2 separate regions of the Gossypium hirsutum genome follow, and region 1 is linked to region 2. A link is a contact called in public Hi-C data. All regions are on one chromosome and are shown on one strand. The core of a region is the stretch at or near the end of the contact, and the rest is flanking DNA. Distances in the headings are between cores, read along the strand shown. Region 1 holds the start of LOC107902574 (probable LRR receptor-like serine/threonine-protein kinase At4g36180). Region 2 holds the start of LOC107943425 (WEB family protein At1g75720).

What was found. Hi-C and Micro-C count contacts between places; a contact is called where the count stands out from the background.
Region 1: a contact with region 2 is called in a Hi-C map of leaf, with 1.6 times the contacts expected there. The contact joins the promoter of LOC107902574 here to the promoter of LOC107943425 in region 2. A contact is called at or near these places in 3 of 34 Hi-C or Micro-C datasets (hypocotyl, leaf and petal).

The regions. Positions count from the first base shown.
Region 1 is chrD05:25,101,449-25,108,145 of Gossypium_hirsutum_v2.1, reverse strand. It overlaps LOC107902574 (probable LRR receptor-like serine/threonine-protein kinase At4g36180), which reads left to right and starts at 5,125. Exons shown (of 1, transcript XM_016828732.2): 1 at 5,125-6,697. The coding sequence starts at 5,583. LOC107957588 (a long non-coding RNA gene) reads right to left here and starts at 4,600. Exons shown (of 2, transcript XR_005914088.1): 1 at 4,111-4,600; 2 at 3,715-3,952.
Region 2 is chrD05:24,962,154-24,968,676 of Gossypium_hirsutum_v2.1, reverse strand. It overlaps LOC107943425 (WEB family protein At1g75720), which reads right to left and starts at 3,925. Exons shown (of 2, transcript XM_016877178.2): 1 at 3,507-3,925; 2 at 2,417-3,070. The coding sequence starts at 3,653. The coding sequence ends at 2,567. It overlaps LOC121217883, which reads left to right and starts at 5,273. Exons shown (of 5, transcript XM_041094438.1): 1 at 5,273-5,617; 2 at 5,734-5,845; 3 at 6,050-6,114; 4 at 6,190-6,523. The coding sequence starts at 5,414. It overlaps LOC107943427 (5'-3' exoribonuclease 3), which reads left to right. Exons shown (of 23, transcript XM_016877182.2): 23 at 1-442. The coding sequence ends at 106.

The DNA of each region.
Region 1 (6,697 bases), core at 3,876-6,375, 140 kb before region 2:
TTGGCAAGCTGTGAAATGGATTCTACGGTATCTTCGAAAAACCGTAGATGTTGGTTTAATTTTTGAACAGGATGAAGCACTTGGTCAGTTTGTAGTTGGATATGTTGATTCCGACTTTGCTGGTGATTTAGATAAACGTCGTTCAACTATGGGGTATCTGTTTATTCTTGCGAAAGCCCCAGTGAGTTGGAAGTCTACCTTACAGTCTACAGTAGCTGTGTCTACTACAGAGGCAGAATATATGGCAGTTACAGAAGCTGTTAAGGAGGCTATTTGGCTTAATGGATTGTTGAAAGACTTAGGAGTTGTTCAAAGTCACATAAGTTTATATTGTGACAGTCAGAGCGCTATTCATTTAGCGAAAAATCAAGTCTATCATTCAAGAACCAAGCATATCGACGTAAGATATCACTTTGTGCGGGAAGTCTTTGAAAAAGGAAAAATTCTACTTCAGAAGATTCCGACAGTAGATAATCCCGCAGATATGATGACCAAGGTGGTAACAACAATCAAGTTTAATCATTGTTTGAACTTGATTAACATCCTGAGAATTTGAGCACCTTTAGGTGTATGGCGCTTAAGAGCGCATTTGGAGGCACTACAAAAGATAGCTTTATCGAATTTGGGGAGTTGAAGGAAGTATGTGAAGATGTGATTATCCTAATCAAATCTTCAAGGTGGAGATTGTTGAAAAGTCAAAAATGGTGGGAGGTGCAATTGGCACCGAAAGAAAAAAAATAGTTGGCAAGTTGTTTAAAGTTGAAAGGGATAATTGCAATTTTGGTCCCTAATTTTTTAGGCCATTTGCAAGTTAGTCCCTGAACTTCAACTATAAATAGGCCTAACCATTTCTCATTTCAACCATCCCAACCAATCTTTCTCTCTTAGTTTTCTCTCTTCTCCCATTTGAGAATTCTTAAGGAATTCTATTTGTTTGTAATATTTTGGAGATAGTGAAGTTATCATCTGGTGTTAGTGCCCGAGGACGTAGGTATAATTTACCGAACCTCGTTAAAACTCTTGTGTTCTTTCTTGTCCTATTTTTCTTTCAATATTTGAGGGTATAATAGTAGTATTTAATTGTGCTATTAAATTACTATAGAAGGGATATTCTGTCTAAGGAAAGACTTGGTATTTAAGAGATCCATGTGATCCACCTCTCTTCCCTGGGAATTGAACTTTGTGTGATTTTTTAGTACAATAATTTACACGCTTCCGACCCTATTGGAACAACAATTTCTATTGCGAAAAGTAATCACATTCGATTACTAAATCATTAGAATCAATTGATGCCTAATCTAGAGTTCATAGGCATTCCTATAGTATCCACAAAAGCAGGGGTGGTGTGAATCAAACTTAAGAAAACAATATAAGGCGTCCATTGCATGATTTTTATATAGCAAACGAAATGATGTGAAGAGGAGAGCGCAGGTGGTTTGTAATGATAAGCCCCATAAACGCCGCTCAACCAAATCATTACTACTACAACCTTATAAATTATAAGCACTTTGATGGAGTAAACAAATCATTTCCTCATGCCTTTTTATTATTACACCTTTTAATCACCAAATCATCACTACCCACTTGCCATCTTTACATCACTCCTAATATTCTCATCCTTTTCACTATAAAATTTCAATCCATATTATATATTATCAAAGCAACAATCGCCTGCTTGTGACACCATAACCTTTTCTTCTTTTCATTGCTTTTATATCCTCTTAGTTCTTTATACAGATTAATAGCTCTATTAGTACTTGATTTTTTAACTAGAATTTCATCATTATACAGTAAAATAAATTTGATCATTATGCTTGGTTTCATACTTAATTTTTTAACTAGAATTTAAATTATTTTTTCTTTTAATGAAAATAAAAGTATTTAAATGAGATATTAAGATATTCGTTATATATAATTAGACCTATCAACCACACGAGTTAAGTTAACTTTGAGTCAAGTTAATCTAGATCGATTCAATTTAAGTTTAAAAAATTTTCTCAACATTTTAAGTTCAAATAATGTTTACTCAAGCTTACAAGTTGGGTTTTTTTTAGGATGGGACATTTCAAGTTTGGATAATTTTGAGCTTTATCATTTAGGTTTGACACACAAATTTAAGTTATTTCAAGTTAAAATTAATTTGAATTTCAATGTTTTTTGCTCAAGATTTTCGAATTGGAATTAAACGGATCCAAGCCTTTTTAACTTTTTATGAGCAAATCAAGTTATATCAATCTAATTAATGGATAAGTACACGTGAATTGCCATGTGAGTTACCATGTTCAAAATTTTAATGTGGAATTAAGGTACATGTGGAATTAAGCGGATCCAAGCCTTTAACTTTTTGAATTAGTTGAATTCCATCTATTAATAACCCAAGGATTTGAAAAATTATAAAATTATTCAAAAAAATAAAAATTCAAGAAAATTAACATAAGGTATACGTGGATTTCCATGTGAGCTATCATGCTCAAAATCTTAATGTTTTAGTCAATATTTTCGTTAAAAAATAATACGAAATTTGACTCTTTTTAAATTGTTGATGACCAAATTCAGCTCAAAAAAATAAGGGACAAATTGATAAGGATGTAAGTGTAAAGAATTAAATTTATCGTTATGCCTGAATTAAATTGCAAATAATTTTATATTCTAATACAATCATATGTTAAACATAACATAATTAATAAATGTACTTTTTTGAAGTTACAAGTAGTCACATTGCAATTACAAATAGTAGATCCGAATAACTATAATTAGAATTAATCATTATAAATGACAATCAATCTGATAACCTAAGCATATCGATATCAAAATAAATCTATATAAGATCTAAATACCGTAAGACATGACTAATAACCCACACATAATTTACACGAGACTTAAATACGAGATAAGTTCTTAACCTTAAAATTGTCTATTAAACTAAGAACTCATTTGTTGCAAGTTTATTATTTTTAAAAAATATTATAAACAATAATTATATTTTAATTTTGTCTTCTCTTTTAATTTTTGTAACTATTTAAAATTTATAATTATATATATTAACTTTAACAATGATAATATATAACTAAATTAAATATACATTTAAAATACTTAATTCTAATGGAAATTAAATATAACTTTTTTTATAAAATCAAATTATCATAATTGAAATAAGAAAATGAATAAACAAAATATATAATTGCGATTTTTTTTTTCTCCTAGCATTCAATTGTGTTAAGGCTTGAGAGTGCATTAATTTGGGTTGCATCTAGTGAGACACAGTATTAAAACAATTAGAGCAAAACCAACTGACCTGATCTAACCCCTCGTGAGCACAACAGTCCGGTTAAATGATTCTCTCCTTTTGGCCCAATTTAAACGGCGTCGTTTCTGTCAGTCCTCCTGTCTCCGCTTAACCGCGCTCCCCCTCTGAATCTCTGCCATCCTTTCATTTCCAAAAACTCTTTCAGTTTTTTTGTACTTTCCATTTCTTCTCTATGGAAATAACGGCTACTATTATTCTTCTCTCCCTTACCTTCTTCATCTCCAACGTCGTCGTACCATCTTCTTACGCTCAACAACACAGTGCCGTTACTCTAGCGGAGATCCATGCGCTTAAAAGTACAATAAAAATATATGATACAATCAGTTAAATCAGAAATTCCCATTAACCAGTAGCCAGATATAAGATACAATCTACAACTCAACAGCCAATATGTATACGATAAAAAGTTGGAAGAAAAGAATGTTTTATTGACCAAAAAGAATGTTACAGAACAAAGGAATCTCGTGATTATGTATTATACAAAAAAGTGTGGGTGAAGAAATTACAATACTTTATTCTAAGCTGATTCCAAGCCTTAAGGCAAGGGTTGAGTATCAGGGTTAGGTGAGAGAAATCTCCTACATGCACAGATGACACGGCCGAATGGAATCCCTCTGTGTTTTCAAGGAACACGAAATGTCCACCCTGTATATGACAGAAATGCAGCCAAGATAAGGAGTCTGACAGGAAGATATAGCCATTTGGGTTCTAACTTACTCCATTTAAGGTTCCAATATAAAAGCTTTACATGGAAAAATGCACAATGTCTGTTGACTTCTTATGTATGGCAGAAGTGAACAAACCTTAGTAGTGTCTTGGGCTCCTTGATAGTTCACCCAATCTTCAGTCCCGTATATAAATGTTGTTGGCACTTTCCATTCAGATGCATTATTCAGAGAAAAAAAAGATAGAAAAAAGAAATGAAACTTAGTAGTGTCTTCTAAAAACCTGAACTCATCTCTTGTTGCTAGATACAAGCTAGTCGTTCATATTATATGGCTCTTAAATTAGTCAGCATCAAATTTTGAAAAGTGTGTTCCCCTAGTTTTGATTAGATGCCATGCACTTATGAATGAACCGCTTATATCATAATCCTCTGCTAGCAATGAAGGTATGCCTATTCACTGGCATTTTACACCAGAGTGAAGCTTTGAGAACATTACAAGGGCATTATTCTCTTTTTATTTTATTTTATTTTTTTCTCATATAATTGATGCATAGATGAATTCATGGTTGTTAACGATACCTGCTTCTTTATTGCGGATCTACAGAAATGTACCAAGAGCAACAAGAGAGAACCAACCTCTTTACCTTCCCCCATTTGAGATTTTCCTTCATTCTTTCTTTTTTTTTTTAAAAAAAAAATTATTTCGCACCCAAACTCCAACGATGTCATTTGTGATCATTATATTGTTCTATTTTTTATTGCATTATATGTTAAAAGTTCTTTTTTTTAGCCAAACTATTCCATCTATGCTATATGCGAGTTATGTTTAAATATATAAACATAAAATGTAGTATTAGTTTTGACTCGACGGCACCGTTTAAGGAGCTTTACCTTGTACGGAAAGAAGAAGGTCGTTCCCACCAAAAAGTAAAACATATAACCTGTAAAAGACACGTGAAGATAATGAAGGGAATGGTAAAAATAGTCGTTAAGTATATAATTGAAACCCTAAACTATAAAATTTTAAATTATTTTTTTAAATAATAAAGATATAATCTATTAAAATAATAAAATTATTTTTTTTAATATCATAAAAATTATAATTTAATTAAAAAATTTTCTAGTTTCCATCGTGGCCCACTCTTCTTAATGTCACTTTCTCTTTGTGAATGAAATAAATTACTACTGCGTGCAAAATAATAGATATGACACGAAAAGTTGTATGGTTTCGAGTTTCCGGGTCCCACCGTATCAGCCTCAACTTTTTAATTTCTGCCAAAGGAAAATAGTTACAGATAAAATAACGGAAATAACAACAGAGTACAGTGGCCTTACGTGTCTCGTGACTTCGGACAAGGTTCAACACTCCTAAACCCCCCACATTCAATCCCATCATGATACTGAACCAACTCCAAACAGTTTTCCAGTTTTCCTTCGCCCATTTTTGTTGAATAAAAATTAAATACAATAAAAATATATGATACAATCAGTTAAATCAGAAATTCCCATTAACCAGTAGCCAGATATAAGATACAATCTACAACTCAACAGCCAATATGTATACGATAAAAACTCTTTCAGTTTTTTTGTACTTTCCATTTCTTCTCTATGGAAATAACGGCTACTATTATTCTTCTATCCCTTACCTTCTTCATCTCCAACGTCGTCGTACCATCTTCTTACGCTCAACAACACAGTGCCGTTACTCTAGCGGAGATCCGTGCGCTTACGTCCTTTAAACGCAGTGTTTTCCAAGACCCACTTGGTGCTCTCGACGGCTGGGATGCGCTCACGCCATCAGCTCCCTGCGACTGGCGTGGCATTGTTTGTTACAACAACCGAGTCCGCGAGCTCAATTTGCCTCGCCTCCAACTCGGTGGCCAACTCAGTGATCAATTATCCAACTTACGTGAGCTCCGCAAATTAAACCTCCATTCTAACAACTTCAACGGCGCCATCCCTAACGCTCTTGCCCAATGCGCTCTCTTACGCGCTGTTTACTTGCACTACAACTCACTCTCCGGCAACCTCCCGCCTTCCATTTTTAACCTCACCAATTTACAAGTCCTCAATGTAGCTCATAATTATCTAACCGGAAAAATCGCCTCCGATTTCCATTGGTCCCTCCGGTACCTCGATTTATCCTCAAACGATTTCTCCGGGGAACTACCGTCGAATTTCTCGGCACAGTCTCAGCTCCAACTTATCAACTTCTCATACAACTGGTTTTCCGGTGGCATTCCGGCGAGTATAGGCAAGCTCCAAGAACTACAGTACCTTTGGCTTGACTCGAACCAGTTGTATGGTACATTACCGTCGGCTATAGCGAACTGCTCTTCGCTGGTACATTTAAGCGCAGAAGATAATAAGCTTAAAGGACTTGTTCCGGGAAGTATCGGTGCGGTTCCGAATCTTCAAGTGCTAGCATTATCGCATAACAGACTTTCCGGTGCTGTTCCCGAAAGCATTTTCTGTAAATCGTCGGGGAATTTTACGCCGTCGTTGAGGATCCTGCAGTTTGCATTTAATGAATTCACGGAATTCGTTAAGCCGCAAAATAACCAAAGTTGCGTTGCAGTTTTGGAGGTTTTGGACCTTCACGAGAATAAAATCCACGGTGTTTTTCCCTCTTGGTTGACCACTTTGACCACGTTGAGAATATTGGATATTTCTAGAAACTTCTTCACTGGTTTATTACCAGTTGAAATAGGCAACCTTTTTAA
Region 2 (6,523 bases), core at 2,676-5,175:
ACAGTATTATGGCAGCAACCAACAGCATGGGGGTAGCCAACAACAGAGAGGAAACCCATATTCTGCACTAGACAGGAGAGGTCATCGAAGGCCCCCCAACCACTAAAGCTCCTCTTAACTCATTTGATGTTTGAATTGTTGTATACTACTTGTTCGAGTGGCTAGGGGTTTCCTTGCGGGTAAAAGATAAGTCCTTCGTTGTTAGGCATTATGTCACGTGGGTTTATTTTCTTGATTTGTTTGCGTTAGTCTTATTGCATAATATGGTCGCTTCTCCCCCCTCTTTTCTGTCTTCTATTAGATTACATATTTTGAAGGTGGCCGTAAAGTAGTCTTGTTTTTTTTTTCTGATCACCTATCAACTTTTGAAGTGACGTTTTACCAATTAATGACTTAAAAAAAACAATAATGTCTTGTATATCAAGCATTATTTTTTCTGTTATAAGGAACTGTTGAACATGAACGTTGCAATCTAAATTGCTTTGATTGTTGGAAATGGTTGAACCTGATGCATGTGGTCACTTTTCATCTCGTTAGAGGGTAAAATTGTTATTTTTTTTAGTAAATTATGCGGCTTGATTTTTGTTATTCAAACATGTTGAGTAGTATAAAATGATCAAAATGGCTGGATATATGTTTTAAATAATTAAACCCGATTTAATGGGCAGAGATCCAAACCACATCATTTAAGAAAAGAAAGCAAGTAATGTTATTATCTTGTTAATGAAACTTAACAGGAAATGTTAATGAAACTTAACAGGAAATGTGGTAAAAGCTCATGATTGTTCCTTTTTGTGTTAATTAGTTTAAAGATGCAAGTACGAGGACACAATCATGTACGTATGTCTGTCTTAACCGAATCATTATCTAAACCCTCCCCTCTTAATGATTTCATCTCAACTCTCATCATCTCTCACTCTTTCCAATTTTTCTTTTTTCTCCCCCCCCCTACTTTTTCAGATAATTTGTTTTGCTTTCCCTACTGTTCGTTTCTTTGACTTGCTTTTTGGATTGGTCCATGTACGGAGGATAAAAACTATGAATTTTAGCTTGTTAGGACCACAAATTCCTTGCCTTTGGAATGCCTAAAAACATAGTACTTGTTCTGCATTAGACAAACTTACCTAATCAATGAATGATCATAGCTTTGTTAATAAGGCCGCCAAAGAACATGAATAAACATACTACCCATACCCGGCTCCAGCGCCTTCACTTTATTTCACCATTCTTTTTAGCTTTTAAAATTTTAATGGCGGATTTTGATATCAACACAGTGAAAGTGTATGAGTATATGGGCCCCACAAATGTTCAAGTCTTGGGTTAAAGACACTTTTTAAGGGTTCTTTTATGGGACAAATGAGGGTCACTGTTCATCATTCACCTTGCCTTTTAAAACTTTCCATGTACATTCATCCATGGATTTGCTTACTTCAGATCATTCATAGTAAACAAGCAATTACATATCCATATTTATTCACAGTTAAAATTAGAATAAACAAAACTACATAGGAGAACACAAGTGAAGTGAAGCGCACAGATACAAATGATTTGGGCACATGGATAAACACACCCTTTTCATAACCTCGAACTTTTTTTAATGTCTTCACAATGAATCACACACATGATAGCCCGAGGGTATCTGGAAAGTGGCAAAGCCAAAACCTCCTAGAGAGAGAGACTACAAATTCACACAATGTTGCCTCAGATGAAAGATCGATGAAGCAGTGAAACCCTACAATAAACACCATACCCTTCTAGCCAGTTCTTTCTCTGATCTGCAATGAAACTCTTTCACATTTTCCGCAAGTTCCTTATGCGGCTCTTATTTTCTTCCCTTCCTTGTGGTGGACCTTCTAGCACCTCAAATATGGCTGCCAAGCAAAATAACTGCTGCGACAGGTTCGATCCACCCAAGACTTCATGCAGCTCTTATTACTCTTCTCACTCCCATTACACTGAGGCCATTGCTGACTGCATTGAGTTCTTCAACAAGTCATCGCAAGAAGGGATTTATGATGGTCGAAAGTCTGATGTTTTGGTTTAATCATCATATTTTTAATTTTGGCTGCTGCTGCTGCTGCTGATCTTCTTCGTTATATTTTCCTTGTTTTTTTCGTTTGGAAGTTTATTTTATTAATGCATAGCAGCTTTTTGGAATGAATATATATTCGATTAGTCTCTTCCTTCGTGGGTTACGAATCTACCATAGAAAGAGACATTGGGAAACTTGGAATGTTACTTTGTTCTTCTTTTGTACACTTCAGATGAGGTATGTTTTTGTTGGTTTTGATTTCTTTCAGGTTTCTCGACGCTTCTGATGCTTCAATGGTTCGAAGTTCGAACTTTAAGCCACCTGAATATAATGAATCAATTAAGCTAAGTTTTGGATTATTCTTTAAGGTAGAAAATGAAGTGATTTATGTGATCTTTTCTTATATAACTCTCTCATAAAACATCTACACCCTTCTTATACATTAAACTTGCTAGGCGTGTACATACAAGAGAAATATGAAACCTTACAAAAAGTAAAATCTTATAAGGTATTATTTATGTTGGCACTATGAACTTATTGACTCCCTTTTCTCTTGGAAAATAACCCTCCAATCAGAGGGATCAATGGCTTCTTCTTCTTCTTGCGCAATGAAGGGTGCCTCTCAAGTTTCTCCACACCTTGTGGACCAACAACTTGAGTCAAACAAGGTTGATTTGAAAAGGTCACGTATCTCTTCTGCTGAAACTCGGTGGTACCTTCTTCGTTAAACCTGCGTGTTTCATTGACTTCATATCTTGCGGAGCCTGGAACAATCTTGACATCTTCCATCTCGAACTCCATCATCAGTTTCTCGGTTTCTCGTTCCTTCATTTGCTGCAGTTCGGTCTTTGTTCTTTCGAGCTCTTCTTTAAGAGCACACAGGCAATTCGCCATCATCAAACTCTCTTCTCTGGCCTTTTCAAGGTTGTATTTTGTCTCTTCCAGTTCAGCTGTAACAGTTCCAAGCCTTGAACAACCATTTTCACTGCCTTCACGCCCATGCATCTGTCGTAAATGAACTTGGTAAACTAACATTTCCTGATTATTAATTCAGTTGATGAATTTAGAAGACTATATATGGATATTTTCAGGGAAGTACTGTAACAGATATGCTTGCTTGCTTGATAGATAAACCTCCATGTTTAAACTTTTAATGGAGATATCTTCATCAAGAGTAAGAGAATGATTCCTTAAAAAAAGCTAAAGTAAGCCCCCTGATAATTATTATATTTATCTTCTCTCTACTATTACACCGATAACACTTGCACTCAGCGACAAGCAAGCATCAGATAAAGAAATTACCTGGAGTTTAAACACCACAGTAAAGCTTTTTGATCAAGAAATATTTCATAATACACTAACATACATATTTTTAATATGAAGAAGGGCAAAACACAATAGTATTCAGGGATTTGGGAACCATTAATAAATCAAAGTAGTGAACTGAAGCATGGGCAAATGAGAAGGAGGTTACCTCCTCCTCCTTGAGCTTGATGGGATAAAGCTGGCCAGACAAAACTTTATGACCGAACAAGGCAACGGCTTCTTTGACAGACCTGAATGGTGCCCTGGTATCGATTTCTGCCCTATTCATCATCACAACTCCCCCTTCACGGTCCATGCTGCTGAACTAGTTTTGGCAGACAAAGGAAGATGGAAAGTTAGGGAAGCAGTGAAGGGTGTTGTTAGTTAAATATTTAGAGAGAGGAGAGCAAAAGCAATTATAATAATATTGGTGGGAAGGGAAGGGAAGGGGGAGGTTCGTTGCTTCGCGTCCACTTCACTGGAATATCTGTTCATATGGGCTTCGCTTCGCCTGTTTCATGGCGGAAGAGAGGGACTCTTTAACTATCTTATACCCAACGGATCAACGGACCCCCCACTCTCTACTATTTCAGTTTCAGGGCCCTCCCCTACTTTGCTTTCTTAGCAGCCAATGCCTAATTGTGCAATACAAATATCAATTATTGCAATACAAAAATACATTCTCTTCCTTTTATTTAAAATAATTTAATTCCCTTCTTTAACAAAAAAAAATTAGTTTTCTTAATTTTTGGATTTGAAAATTCGACTTCAATTATTAATATAGTTAACATTCTTTTAATAAATTTCGGTTCATTACAATATAATTTTTCGCTACACCTCTAACAAGCGAGTTTTAGAATTGAAGGATATTTTAACCTCTTTTTTTATTATTATACAATATCTAGAACTATTCATAGTTCATTCTCAATCCTTAAATAAAAAGATAAACACGTTTTAATGCACTCGAAACTCACGTCCTCCTATACTAACAACAATGTTGATATCAACCGAGCTAAAACTCATTTGGCTTAATCTTTCTAATTTTGTTAAATTTAGACTCATGTTGTTTTCACATTTATAGTAACATTGGAGAGGTGTTGCATGATTATAAAAAAGGCTTAACCTACAAATTTGTACTTAAATTATACATTTTTTTCTCATCTTTGTATCTAACTTGTTTTTTTAGTCATGAGTGATACCTAATTCCAAATTAGTACATTCGTTAGTCAAACTGTTAAGTCTATTTTGAAAGAGGCTTAACCTACAAATTGGTACCTAAAGTATGTCCTTTTTTTTTCTTCTCATTTTTGTACCTAAATATTTTTCAGGTCACAAGTGGTACCTAAACTTTTTTTTTCTAAGTTGGTGCCTCTGTTAGTCCAAACGTTAGTTAAGCTATTAATTCTATTTAAAAAACAACCAATTAAAATTTGACATGTGATAAAAAAATACACAAAAGTATTATTTCTCTTATATATATATATTCTTTTTTCTTTTCTTTCTTTAGAACTAGATTAAAGGTTAAGCCAGTCATGTAACCAGTTCCTGATTTAATCAATTCATTTGATTCAATCAAATAAATTATTAAAATTCATAAAAATAAAAATATTTAAGAAAATAGAGAAATTCAGTTCAACTGATTTTTTTAGCTTGGTTCAATTGGTATGTATCAATTTACAAGTCAGTCGGTTCAACCCTTATCTCTGGCCCAACACCCCTATTGGTTCCTAGTCTAGTTTTGAAAACATTGATTTTGATCGATGAAATAACTTTTTTAGTTTTTGAAATTTTCTAATTAAATGTATTACACTAAATGTGATTTATTTATTTTTCTAATTAAATCAAGTGTTTATGATGGGCTAAGCGTTTCAGTTTAGAACCCAAGTGAGAGCCCAAAAAGCGAAAAGGTATTAGTACTCCAGGTGCGTACGTTAGTATTACCCCCTATCCTTTTGGTTTGTAATACACTAAAAATCAGACCGTTGAAGTCCCTTTTCAAATTGCAACATTTGAATTTTCTCTCAATCATTTTCTTTTTCTTCATCTTCTGGTAATTCTGCTATCAAGAAGGCCACAATGGGGGCGAAAACGCGGTCTCAAGGCTCGTCAGAGCGTCAAAAGTGGGACAAAATCTTTGAGGGTTTAGTTAAGATGCTTAAAACCCAGCAACAACAGCTTGAAACTCTCAGTAAAGAAAGAAAGATTCTCGAAGATCGGATCAAGATGCAATATGAACGTTGGGTCTCTGATGTTCGCCTCTACGAAGATCACATTTCTCAGGTATGACTTCTAAATCTAGGGTTTTGACCCCTTTTTTTTTTGTAAATTCAGGGTTTTTTTTGCTCCCCTATTCGGAGGGTTCATATTGGAGATCTTGGTTATATTTTGGTGTTTAGATGAAAAGTGGTTTGGAATCGGAAGAGATGGCACGTGTGCTTGAGGCTACAAAAGCCGATATGATGGTAGGATTGAAGCACAGAGAAGCTTATCTTTGCAAAATGAAATTAGGTACCTGTTCTCTTTCGTCTTAATATTTTGGTCAAATTCACTAGGGAAGAAACAAACTTGTGATGTAATGGTGGTTGTTCAATTTGGTTTCGAATTCTTTTATGTTGAATTAGATTCATGTTTTGATTTTATGCTCTTTTTTTTTTGGTAATTTAGTTATGGTCTGATGTTTGTAGATTTTTTTTTTAAATTGGCTTTTTACAGAGGAAGCGGAGGATGAACTGACTGATTTCAGAATCTGGTTTGATATCCTCGGTAAAAATTCAAAAGTATGTTCCTACGGCTTTTCTTCTTTGCATAATCATATCCATTGTACAGTTTCTAATCTTTTTAATAATTTTCAGGATATTTCTCAAAGGGACTCCATAGAAACCAAAAAAGGGACGTCGGCACGCAAGCGTAGTGGCTCCAAGTCTGTTACTTTGGAGGCGTTGGAAGACGATATACGAAGGCTGCAGCTTCAATACAAAAATCTTGTTTCGGAAAAGAGTTGTCAAGTCACTGCACTTGTGGCAGAGAATAAATTTGCATGGAATCAGTTTAATGCTCTGGAAAGTCGGTACACTGATAATTTAAACACCAAGCAGTCTGAACTAGACAAGGCTAACAAGAGAATTGAGGCACTTATGTCCGATATGGAGGAGCTCAGGTCATCCATTGCTGAAAAGGATGAAATAA